2 separate regions of the Mus musculus genome follow, and region 1 is linked to region 2. The links are chromatin contacts, called in public Hi-C maps. All regions are on one chromosome and are shown on one strand. The core of a region is the stretch at or near the end of the contact, and the rest is flanking DNA. Distances in the headings are between cores, read along the strand shown. Region 1 holds the start of Slc35e2 (solute carrier family 35, member E2). Region 2 holds the start of Fbxo44 (F-box protein 44).

Evidence for each region. Hi-C and Micro-C count contacts between places; a contact is called where the count stands out from the background.
Region 1: a Hi-C map of B cells shows a contact between it and region 2, with 5 read pairs. The contact joins the promoter of Slc35e2 here to the promoter of Fbxo44 in region 2.

What each region holds. Positions count from the first base shown.
Region 1 is chr4:155,599,572-155,605,602 of GRCm38.p6, reverse strand. It overlaps Slc35e2 (solute carrier family 35, member E2), which reads right to left and starts at 4,187. Exons shown (of 9, transcript NM_177186.4): 1 at 3,865-4,187.
Region 2 is chr4:148,158,603-148,164,836 of GRCm38.p6, reverse strand. It overlaps Fbxo44 (F-box protein 44), which reads left to right and starts at 4,743. Exons shown (of 6, transcript NM_173401.5): 1 at 4,743-5,094; 2 at 6,014-6,234. The coding sequence starts at 6,036. Fbxo2 (F-box protein 2) reads right to left here and starts at 4,169. Exons shown (of 6, transcript NM_176848.1): 1 at 4,126-4,169; 2 at 382-762; 3 at 1-11. The coding sequence starts at 4,147.

The DNA.
Region 1 (6,031 bases), core at 2,938-5,437, 7.4 Mb before region 2:
GCTCACAGACATCTGTAACTCCAGTCCGGGGGTTTCAATGCCCTCTTCCAGCCCCTGGAGGGTTAGGGTAAGGCACTCAAGTAGTACCCAGACATACGTGCAGGCAAAATACCTATACATATTAAAAATGATAATAATAATCATATAATCCTATTAACAGAAGAAACTTCTGAACAGTTAGTTATCTATGTCAGGTTGAAGACTGAAAGTGCTCTGATCAATACTAAGCATAAAGTTCAGCCCTGCTTATCTTGCAGAATCAAGGGCCAGGAATTCCAGATTGAGCAGTAAGTAAATATTGTGGAAAATGGAAGGCAGATTCAGTCCTAAAGACAGTTAGCACACGCAGGCAGCTCTCTAGTTATGCCTAGATCACCATTCCCATGAACTGCTTTCGATAAACGAGTCTCCCCTCACCCTGCAAAAGCACAAGATAGTTCCTAATCCAGAGGGCATCACCATAGAACAAGTGTCACTAGCTATGGACTCCCGGCTCATTGTAAGAATGATAGAATTAGAGGATCATTTGGAGCTGGTGCTCTAAGCGGTTAAGAGCGCTTGCTGAACTTCCAGAAGACCCAGGTTTGATTCTCAGCAAACCTGGAGTATACAACCATCTGTAACTCCAGTGCTAAGGTATTCAATGGCCTCTTCTTGTCTTAGAAGGCACCAGGCATGCACATGGTACAGAGACAACAATGAGGCCAACATGCATATACATAAAATTATAAAACTACAGATTATTTGTTAGCTCTCATAATACCATATGGTCAAGCTCTTGAAGAGGTAGCAAAGACCTCTGGGAGCAGAGTTTGGCTTTATAGATGAACCAAGGGCTACTCAGCTCTAATGCTGGCAGAGTCTGACTCACCCACCCAGTCCTGGTCCAATTCCCTGACCACAATTTGCATCAATTACAAAGAAAAGAAGGTCTTAGCCTGCAAGAAGCTGAAGACCACCAGCAGCAACAAGCTGCCTGCATTTAAGAACTTGTAGGTGAGCCGGGTTTGGTGGCACACGCCTTTAATCCCAGCACTCGGGAGGCAGAGGCAGGCGGATTTCTGAGTTCGAGGCCAGCCTGGTCTACAAAATGAGTTCCAGGACAGCCAGAGCTACACAGAGAAACCCTGTCTCGAAAAACCAACCAACCAACCAACCAAACAAACAAACAAAAAAAGAACTTGTAGGTTATTTAACCCACATTGGCCTGAAGCTGGTTACAGCTGCTGACCCTGAACTTGTGGTGTAGAACAGCCACTCTACCGTAAAGGTATTAAGTCACCGTGCCCCTCTCAAATTATAAACTACATTCAGAAGAACAGATGAAAAACTAACTCATAACTTCCTTTCCACTGGCTTACTAAGACTCACTTGCTGGTCGGGAACTGGTGGCGCACACCTTTAATCCCAGTACTTGAGAGGCAAAGGCAGGAGGATCTCTGAGTTGGAGGACAGCCTGGTCAATAGAGCAAGTTCCAGGACAGCCAGGGTTACACAGAGAAACCTTGTCTCAAAACAACAACAAAACGACTCCCTTGCTGGCAGTGCCTGTCTCATGAGTTTCTGCTGTAGGCTCTGTCATAAATGTAGATACAGAGCTGAAAGAAAACAAGCCACACTCTGCCCTAGACCCACAGCAAAGACATGACATCAAAGCTACCAAACCAACAGCTGCTTGTCTCACCCAAATGCTGGTGAGACCTCCACTCCCCTTTTTTGAGACAGGATCTTAAAGAGTAACCCAGAGCTGGGCGTGGTGGCGCTCGCCTTTAATCCCAGCACTCGGGAGGCAGAGGCAGGCGGATTTCTGAGTTCGAGGCCAGCCTGGTCTACAAAGTGAGCTCCAGGACAACCAGGGCTACACAGAGAAACCCTGTCTTGAAAAACCAAAAAAAAAAGAGTAACCCAGGCTGGCCTTGAATGTGTCAGCTCTTCTGAATCAGCCTCCAGAATGCTGGAATCACAGGCACACACCACGAATCCTGGCTCACGATGTCATTTTTATCCCATTCAGCATTATATCTTTCCATATTCTAGTTCCATGGACCCCAGGTTAAGAATGTCTGGGCTGCTTGCTTTGGGGGGGAGGGGTGAACCAGCCCTTGCTGGGGGTGGGGGGCGCGGGTCTAGGCTGGTGCAATGGCTCAGGGAGTAAAGAGACTTTCTCACATTCCACATCCACATATGTGCCATGACATAAATAATGGGGTCACTCAAACTTTTAGTGGAGGACAGACCACTGGTAGAGGGCTAGCCTAGCAAAGCCCTAGATTCAATCCCCAATAGAAAATGGAGGGACAGGAAGGGGGAGAATAGGGTTAGATATAAGGAAATGTTTGTTCTGAAACAGAGGACTGAGGTACTCAAATACTTGGCCAAGACATCTGGACTGGTTAGTGGTTATTTAATGAAAACAATACATCAAGTCTCCAAGTACCATGCATGTCTAAAAGTTTATCTAAGGGAAATAATAACTCAGAAAAGGGCCTGCATGGGCTCACAATCTGCCCCCCATCCTGCTTCTAACAGTGACACTTCACTCAGTAGTGAAGAATTTGTACGGAAGGGACAGTCACTCACTCCTGACTAAAGTAGCACATTGCACCCTGTGGCTTTATGATAGTGTTTATCACTTCTGAAGAATGGATCTTTTCAGGATCACTGGTGTGGTGTGCTCAGATTAAGACATAAACAGTTGGGGACATCCACATTACCAGCCACAGGATCTCCATCTTGTGGACAGGTCCTTCATGTTGTTCTGTCTCTCCATCTTCTGCACTGGAAATGAATCACTTTAATATAAAAGCCTTCCTATCTCTTCACTTAATGGGCCTTCTTTTGCTATTTAAAATTCTCTCGGTGTGCTTTCAAATGTGCTCTGCAACCAGGGATACTTGTAGTACAGTCCCATAATTGCGGTACTGAGAGGATGAGGCAGGAGGGTCACAAGTTTAAGGCCAGACTGGGCTACCCTGTAAAGATCCTGTCTTAAAAGAAAAAAGAAAAAGAAAAAAAAGCACAAAAAATTATTTTCCAGTTTTTTTTAATAGAGTACATTCATCCCATGAGCGGGCGACTAGACAAACACTGAACAAGGGCCCCCCCACCCCCACCCCCAGTCTGCAGTTTTACTTTTTGTTTTATTTTGCATTTCAAGGGTTCAAAACATCAATGCTGCAAAGAGCCTGTTTCATGCCTGAAAAGTACCGGTTGGAGAAAAACCGCTGGCAGGCTAAAATAAAGTTGAGGCTTGGGACCTGGCTGAGTCGCCCATTCCACGGCACAAAATAAGACGTTTGGGGAGGCAAAATCAGTACACGCCGACAGATGACAGGGTGCCTGCACCTGTCATTGGGTATCGCTTCCTTTCCGGCGCCTGCTGCAGTCACAGCCCGCCCGCGATCCCCCCGCCCCGGTGCCCATCACTGTCCCCACCCTACCTGTGCGTCCAGCCCGGCGAAGCCCGCCACCTGCGCGCCCGGTGCCAACCCGGGCTGACTCCAGGACGGGATGCCCCCGGCCCCCGATGGGGTTCAGTTCTGGGGCTGCCACTGGAGTTTATGCAGAGCCTCAGCCCACGCCCACGGAAGATGCAGCCCGCGCCCGCCTCGGGGCCGAGCAGCTTTAGGCAGAGCGGTCCAGAGTCAAGGGCGAGAGCCGCGAGCCCTCCCACAGCCCTCCTAAGGGTTTAGATTTGGGACACACACACGGGTGGGCGGGGAGAGAGCCGGACGTGACGCACCGGAAGCTGTTACGGGGGGGGGGGGAAGGACACACTCCACACAGGCACACAATGGCACCTTCCAGAACGTTCCACCGCGGCCCACCACGGGGAGCCAGGACACCCTCACGGCGCGTTCGCACCTTCCGTAGCGGCCCACCGCAAACCACGGGGCGGGCGACGATGCGGGGCCACAGCACCGCCTTGCGGCCTCCTGTGGGCGCCTCCGGAGCGTCCCACCTCTGCGGGGTCCGCCATGCTGGGCCAGCGTGCAGGTGTCGCTCCTCTGGCCTGTGGTACATTCCGGAACGTTCCACCGAGACCAAGGTGAAGGAGCCAATCCTCTGAGGCCGCGAAGGTGCCGCCCTCTAGGTCAGACCCAGGGGCTTGATTTCAAGGATCCTAAAATCTGACCAGAAAGTCACAAGACGAGAAGCGCTCAGTGGCGAACGTGCGAGGAACCCCCGTGCTCTCCGAGTCTTGGACGCTGCCGGGATGGGGGCGGGGTCAGCACCATGGGGGCGGGGCCAGCAGCATAGCGACGGGGCGCTCATTGGTCGAGCCTCAGAGGCCCCGCCTTCCTGCAGGACGCTTGCTCTGTCGCCTGATCTCCCCAAGTAGCCGCCGGCTGTGAGATGCTTCCTGGCCCCTTTTATCCCTGAAGGTCATTTTGTGGAGAGGTTTGAGGTTGTGCCTTGCCTCAGCTCTGCTTTTGGTGAAACCTTCCTTTGTTTTTTTCTTGGTTGTTTGAAAACTAGTAAGGTTTCTCCTTCAGATCTCGCACAGTGAGTTGGAGCTTCTTAAACCTTTTCCACTAGAAAACCCTTTCCATATGCAAATCAAACGTTTACTGATAATCAACCTTAAGTCTATCTTAAAACAATTCTTTGCCCGGTGCCGGAGACCAGCCTGGTCCACTTAGTGAGTTCCTGGACAACCAGGTCTATGTAGAGAGACCCTGTCTCAGCAAACAAAAAACAAGTCTTTAGAACACAATGGCACAGTGCAGTTTTACCACTTAAAAGCAAAGGCAAACTGGCTTACGAATGAGAAGATGTGCTTTTTAAATTTTCGCACAGATCATTAAATCTTGACTGAATATCCCATACCACTGGACATAGAGTATCTTCAGCATTTTTCAGAGTTGATGTTTTGATTTTATCAAAACCAAAGTGTGTTTGATTTTGTTGAATTGACGTATGTTTTAGAACCGTATCAGTTGGAAATTCTGTCCTAACCACAAGCCAAGTTTTAACGATTTTTAAAAATGAAACTCAACTCAGAAACTTACGCAAGAATTTTGTTGTTGTTGGGTTCTTTCCTTTGTTTGTTTTTGTCTTTTAAGATAGTGTCTCACTGAGCCGGCATGGTGGCACACACCTTTAATCCCAGCACTCAGGAGGCAGAGGCAGGGGAATTTCTGAGTTCGAGGCCAGCCTGGTCTACAAAGTGAGTTCTAGGACAGCCAGAGCTACACAGAGAAACCCTGTCTCGAAAAAAAAAAAAAAAAAAAAAAAGATAGTGTCTCACTATGTACCCCTGTCTGGCCTGGAACTCACTGTGTACATCAGGCTAGTCTTGAACTCACAGAAATAGACATCTCTGCCTCTCACACTCTGGAATTATGCGCACCTATGTAAGCATTTTTTAATTGAGTTGTTTTATTTGGTCATTGTTGTTTTGTATTTGTTTTGTTTTGAGACAGGGCTGGTGTATCCCTGGCTGGCTTCGGATTTGATGTACAGCCAGGGCTGACCCTGACCTTGCTCTTACCCCACAGTGCTCAGATGACAAGCATGTGTTACTATGCCTGGTTCAACTAGTAATTTTTTTAAATTTAATTATTTATTATGTGTAAGTACACTGTAGCTGTCTTCAGACACCCCAGAAGAGGGCATCAGATCTCATTTTGGATGGGTGTGAACTACCATGTGGTTGCTGGGATTTGAACTCGGTACCTTCAGAATAGCAGTCAGTGCTCTTAACCACTGAGTCATCTCTCCAGCCCTCAACTAGTAATTTTTAAAGTGATCCTGACAATACAATCCTAAAACCTACTAATAAGCAGTAGGAAAATATCAAGAGTCCTTGCTTTCTATAATTAAAACATTGTGCTTCTAAAAGCAAAAAAACATATGTACGCTAGGAAACACTGCTGCTCATAAATTGGTGTTCTCTTATGGGAGCTGAGGTGTTCTTGCAGCAATGATTGGTTGGTGTTATTTGGTATGACTTCATGCACAATGTAAAGTGTGCCAGTTTCTGTAAAAAAAAAAAAAAAAAAGGATTCAGGGAGCTTGTACAATAAAA
Region 2 (6,234 bases), core at 3,494-5,993:
CTCCAAGTCCTCTGTAGGGATAAGACAGCCCCACCCTGGTCACACAGCCCCTCGCTTGAGGCTGCGGCAGGGCTGACTTTTGCCCTGACAGTGAGAGGTAGAGTGGCATGGGTCCTTTCTCAAGGTCTCAGGGGGCAGACAATGAGCGACGGAAATGTAGGCACTTCCTCACTCCTACCCCAGACCCAGTGTCCACAGGATCTGTCCCGCCCCTGTTCACTGAGAGTGGATGCCTTGGGAAGAGAGACTCCCCAGGGAGCAGAGGGATGCTCTGGGCTAGACAGTGCACCAAGCGCTTCATCTCATTTAACCTTGAAGCGGGCGGGCGCCGAGGGCCGTTTTCTAGAAGAGACGGTGGGCATCCAATTATGCGGCCCTCACCTTCCCCACAAGGGTTGCGCAGCAGGTTGCGCCTCCTCTTGCTCAGAAAGTAGAACTGTTGCCAGTGGTCCCGCTCCTCATCAGCGCTGCCCTCGGGCACCAGCCCCTCCTGCTGGCACTTGAGCAGCCACAGTGGGGCGCCGTCCACCAGCTCCTTCCAGCGCAGGCACACCAGGCGGCAGGCCTGCACCAGCTCCGTAGCTGGCAGCTCGGCCAGCACGCGCAGCAGCAGTGGCTCCGGCAGCTCGGCCAGGTACTCCACGGCCTCCGCCTCTTCCTCCTCCTCCGCCTCCCGGAGCTGCTCCTCCTCCGCACTCGCCTCGGCGCCCGCCTCCTCTGGCTGCTCCTCTGGGCTCGCTTCTTCGGGGTGGCTCACACTCTCTGCGGACCGGGAGAGTAAGGGAAAGCTGTGACTCCCAAACTGTGCCACTCCACGTCCCACTTTGAGTAAACCACGGCAGGGGGCCAGAGGTTCTTAACCCGGACTTGCTGGCACTCGAGGCAGAAACAAGCACATCTCTGTGGGTGTGAGGGCAACGTGAGGGATACTGTCTCTCTCTCTCTCTCTCTCTCTCTCTCTCTCTCTCTCTCTCTCTCTCTCTCTCTCTCTCTCTCTCTCTCACACACACACACACACACACACACACACACACACACACACACACAAGTTCTGTAGTCCTAAACTGTGTTCAGGGAGGAAGCCCACCCAAGGATACAGAGCCACAAATACTCCTGCTAAGCCAGAATTGTTTCAACTGTTGCTTCCCCCTGCAGGGCTAGTAGACACTCACAGGAATACGGGATTAATGATGGGTTAGTTCTCCTAAGGACCCTCCCAGACCTCTGGGTCCCTCGCTGCCTCTGGGAAGCCTTCCTGGATCTACCTTTAGCATACCCTCTCACTGCACGAGGGTCACAGGCATTCAAGGGCACCTGAGCCTCCGTACTTGCTCTGGTTGTTTGATAGCAACCTTTGTGTACAATGGACTGACCTCAAGGATGTGGCCTGGGAGACACCACTTTTGTCCCTTGTAGAGTCAGGAGCTACTGAATTTTATCAGCGCTTATGAGCAAGGTACTGCTCTGAGCCTTGGAATTACTCCCTCAATCCTCAACCCATCTCCTTCAGGCTGGGCCCAAGTCTGCTTCACGAAGGGACAGAAAAGTGACAAGGTCCAGAATCACACACCGTATAAGCAGTTGGGAGCCTGTGTTTGAATCTGTTCAGTCCAACACAGAAGCCAGCTTTAACAGGCACCAAAAGAATTGGTTGAGGACTGGAGAGATGGCTCAGTGGTTAAGAGCACTGGCTGCTCTTCCAGAGGTCCTGAGTTCAATTTCCAGCAACCACATGATGGCTCACAATCATCTGTAATAGGATCTGATGCCCTCTTCTGGTGTGTCTGAAAACAGCGACAGTGTACTCATATACATAAAATAAATATTTTTTAAAAAACTGGCTGAGCCGGGCGTGGTGGCGCACGCCTTTAATCCCAGCACTCGGGAAGCAGAGGCAGGCGGATTTCTGAGTTCGAGGCCAGCCTGGTCTACAGAGTGAGTTCCAGGACAGCCAGGGCTACACAGAGAAACCCTGTCTCGAAAAAACAAAAAGCAAAAAACAAAAACCTGGCTGAATTGACAATCTGGCCTTGGTTTGGATACTGTGGATGCTCAGCTGTGAATATGAAGTGACTTAGTGTAGGTCCCACTGGCAGTGTTAGGGAAAGGGACACTCAAGGGCTCTGGGTGAGGAAAATGAGCTCGAGATCCAGCTAGCCCCAGCCAGCCAATGGGAAAGGGAAACAGACAAAGAGAGATGCTAGGTGACTTGGGAAGAGTCTTCCTCCCCTCTTTTCCCATCCCTCACCCTCAGTCTCCTCATCTGTGAAATGGAGTCATCCTTGTGTCAGACTGTCAGATTTATACTGAAATTCATCCCCTTCCCACAAAGGAGCAAAGCAATGGGGACATCCACTCTTGCTAAGCCAGTGGGGACGCCTGACTCCACAGTGAAGACTGGGAGACAGGACAAAAAGCACTGCCTCCCAGGCTGGGTTCTCCAGGTCAGCCCACTGAATACCCAGGCTGCTGTGGGCAGCTGTGTATCTCTTGGATCTCAGCGCGCCTCATCTGGGCCACCGAAGAAGAAACCTTGAGTAAGCAGACACTGAGTGGGCAGTATCTCTAAAGGAGAGAGGGCCAGTGGGGAGGGGACCCAGCCACCCTGTGTAATGGAGGCCATCTCTCTCAGAGTCCCTGAAGACTGGTCTGACCCCAAGAAGCCAAGGAAATAAGGGAGCAGGCCTGGGGCAGGGGAGGGACAGGTGGCCCGTTCCCTAAACCTCTTCTAAGGGGATGCAGTCAATAGCATCTACACTGTCAGACACTGGAAAGCTGACTCGGGATTTCCCCTCTCTTTAGAGCACACAGTGAGTCCTCCATCAGCCATGGTGAATTGTATACACACACACACACACACACACAGAGAGACAGACAGACAGACAGACAGACAGACAGACAGACAGACAGACAGCGTACTTTCCCCACATTTCTGATGTGTTTTGGTCACATTTTCATATGTAGGGGTTTACTCCTTCATTGGCAATGAGAAAACGGGTGCAGAGGGTCCTAGCATTTCTTCCAGGTTCCACCACAGGACATCATCAAGCAGAAGGAAAAACAATTGTCTGTCCTGCTTCCAACAGCTCTGGAGAGCTGGGCCCAACGTCCTCACCTCTCTACCATCACCCAGCCCTGCCCTGGCCCCAGCAGATACCTGATGCTCCCCGGAAAGGTGCACCTCACCCAGTCCTCTCTCCTGGCCCCTAGGCCTGGCATTGAGGCCCCAGATCGGATTACAGCCCCCCCCACCTGCTCCCTTGCACACAACTTGCCACATTGTTGCTGTAGGAAAGTTATCTAGCCATGGATGCTGACCCCAAGCTGACTCACTCACCTGGATTGGGCCCCTGAGCCCAGGGACTTCCTGGGAGCAGGAAGAAAACGGTAGCCTATTCTGGGGCCCTGTGGATGATGTTGAAGCCAGGCACCGACTGAGAGTGAGGACTTGGGAGTAGGAGGGAAGACTGGCCACCTCTGTTCCCTCACCTCCTCCCCTAAAGAGTGAACACTCCGAGCTGAGCATAGTTAGTGAGGAAGGGATAAGAGTCAAGGCAGGCAGGTCTGACTCAGCAAGCAGCCCCCTACAGGCCCAGCAGGGAGCCGGAGGGCAGAAGGGGTGGGGTCTTTGGTGCCAGAAAAGATGACTGGGCAATCCTTGAGGACCCAGAGCTTCTGCCAAAAGCAGCCTTCCTCACCCCTAGCCTGGTTCCCACGGAACAGCCCCGCTACTCCAATACAAGACGGCCCCTCCAGAGAAGGGAGTCCCTCAGGAAGCTAGGATGGAGGCAGGATAAAGTTTGTAAACCCTAGGACCCCGCGGGGACTCCGGAGGCTCAAGAGGCAGGGAGGGCAGCGCTAGCAAATGGAAGAAGTTCATGGAAGCAAAAGCTTGCAAGAACCCGGCTCTCAAACCCCAGGAAGTCTGGAGCCTGAGATGCCAGAGTCCTCCGATGCCATTTTGGAGACCCAGGCGTCCTCCTCCCTCCACACCACGACACCAGGCAGAAACCTGCTCCCTAGACTATCTCTAGGGTTTTCCTGGCGCGAAAGTTTGAGCGCCTTCTGCGGCGCTGGTCCGCCCTGTCTCCCGAGTCTGTATCTAGCGGGGCCAGCAGCGGATACCTGGATCACCATCTCCATCCATCGCTGCGGTGCTGTCAAGAGAGAAGAGCCTGAGCGCTGCGGGTGGCGAGTCCTGGAGCTGCCCGCGTCAGCCGGGCCCGCGCCGCCGCGCCTCTTAAAGGCCCCGTGCGCCCCGCCTCTGGCCCCCGGCTAAGGGCTGGGAGTCCTGTACCCCCCCACCCCCACCCCCCGCCCCGTAACCCAAGGTGCGGCTTCCGGGAGGAGCCTGGGACTGGAGAGGGGCAGGGACAGCTACAGAATGGGTGGGCTTCTAGTGTGCCTGGAGGATGACTGCAGGAGGACATATGGAGTCGGACTACTGGGGAGTAGAGGGTGCTGGCGCCGAGCCCAGTGGAGTTGGGGGTATCGGAGCTTTCCTCCTCCCCAACCCCCCAGGTAATTTTCCTACGCTGTGATGGGGGCGAATCCGGGGAGTGCGCGGGTGAGGCGGGGCCTGAAGGAATGGTGGGCGGGGCCTTGAGGGCAGTGGGCGGGGCCGCATCGTGAACCAACTCTGGCAGAAAGGCGCAGTTCCAGTACCCAGCGTTGTGGGGCAGCCGGACTAAAAGCTGGTGACGGAGAAAATGGGGTGGGGCGTGGGGCGTGGTCTGACAAACAGTGGGCGGGTCGCACCCCGGGCCTCCATTGGTCCGTAAGGCTCATCCCCAGGATCCAAGGGTATGGCGCAGCGCGACCAAAAGTAGTTGACAAGGAGAATGGGGAGGGAGAGGGGCCAGTGTTGTGGGATGGGGATGGGGCGGGGTCTGATGAGTAGTAGGCGGGGCTGTGTCTTGGGTGCTGTTCTCCAACGTAACCCGGCTAAGAGCAGGTGACAGAAGGAGGGGAGCAGTGAGCGCCCCAGCAAGGAGACGTTTGGCGGGCAGTAGGCAGGTCTGCCTTCCGGGCCACGCAGGCTCGGGCTGTACAGCCCCACGGCCTGGCAGGATCGCTCAGCGCGACGGATCGCAGGTGACTGCGGGAGGGGGAGCGCCCAGTTCGGGGACTGAGGCACAGTGGGCAGAGACCTAGAGGGGAGGGGGGGGGCGCGCGCGCTCTGCGATCATGAGGGCCTAGCGCCTTTAAGGCCCAGGCCTCAGGCTTTCTCCCCTCCCCTCCCCCCACTGTACTGTGAGGCTTCGAAGAACTGGGCTATGGACGCCATCGGTGCTCAGAGATCTGAATCTGGTCTTGAGCAAGGTAGCCCGTTTTAGAGCCAAGCATAAATGGGAGACTGCAGGGGGCCGGGGCGGGTGGGGGGGGTGCGGGAGGGAGATAGGAAGGCTCTTTTCCACTCGTACATCTTTCCTCAGGCTCAGGTAAACGGGTCATATTCTCTGAGATCTTAAGAACGTCACTGAGCCCTTTGTACTCCGTGACCGGTCCTGAGGGCCAGTGATAACCCCCGATCATCATCTCTGTCCCTTTCCCCGTGTGGGGGATGGGGAGGAAATGAAGAGTGGCAAGCTGGAGGGCTCACAAGGCCTCCCATTGTTACCCTCCTCTTAAAAGACTGCTGGCCTATTGAAAATGGCTGGCTCTACCTTCAGTGAGAGCCGGAGCTGCCTCCCCTCCTCTCCTGTTTGTGTGACCTTGGGAAGGTCCCTGGGCGTCCTTAGAGGCTGTTCTTAGGTGCCCGGGTTGGGGGAAATCAGATCTCATGGTTTATTAAGCAACTCCCCGGCCCATGCACCTTGAGCTTCTAGTGACCCAGGAGGGAACTACCATGCCCCAGCCCCTCGTCCCGTTTACTGTGGAAACAGAAGGTCAGAACAGCACAGCAACTCTGTGGCCCCCCGCAGAGTTGGGAATCTCTCTATCCCTGGGTGCTGGGATTGCCACTCGCCAGGGAGAAGGCTCGGTGTATAGCACGGCTCTCCAATACCCACAGGAGCTGGCTAGGAGACGCCACCATGGCAGTAGGCAACATCAACGAGCTGCCAGAGAACATCCTGCTGGAACTGTTCATCCACATCCCAGCTCGCCAACTGCTGCTGCGCTGCCGACCGGTCTGCAGCCTCTGGCGAGACCTCATTGACCTGGTTACACTCTGGAAGCGCAAGTGCCTTCAAGAGGGCTTCATCACCGAGGACTGGGACCAGCCTGTGGCTG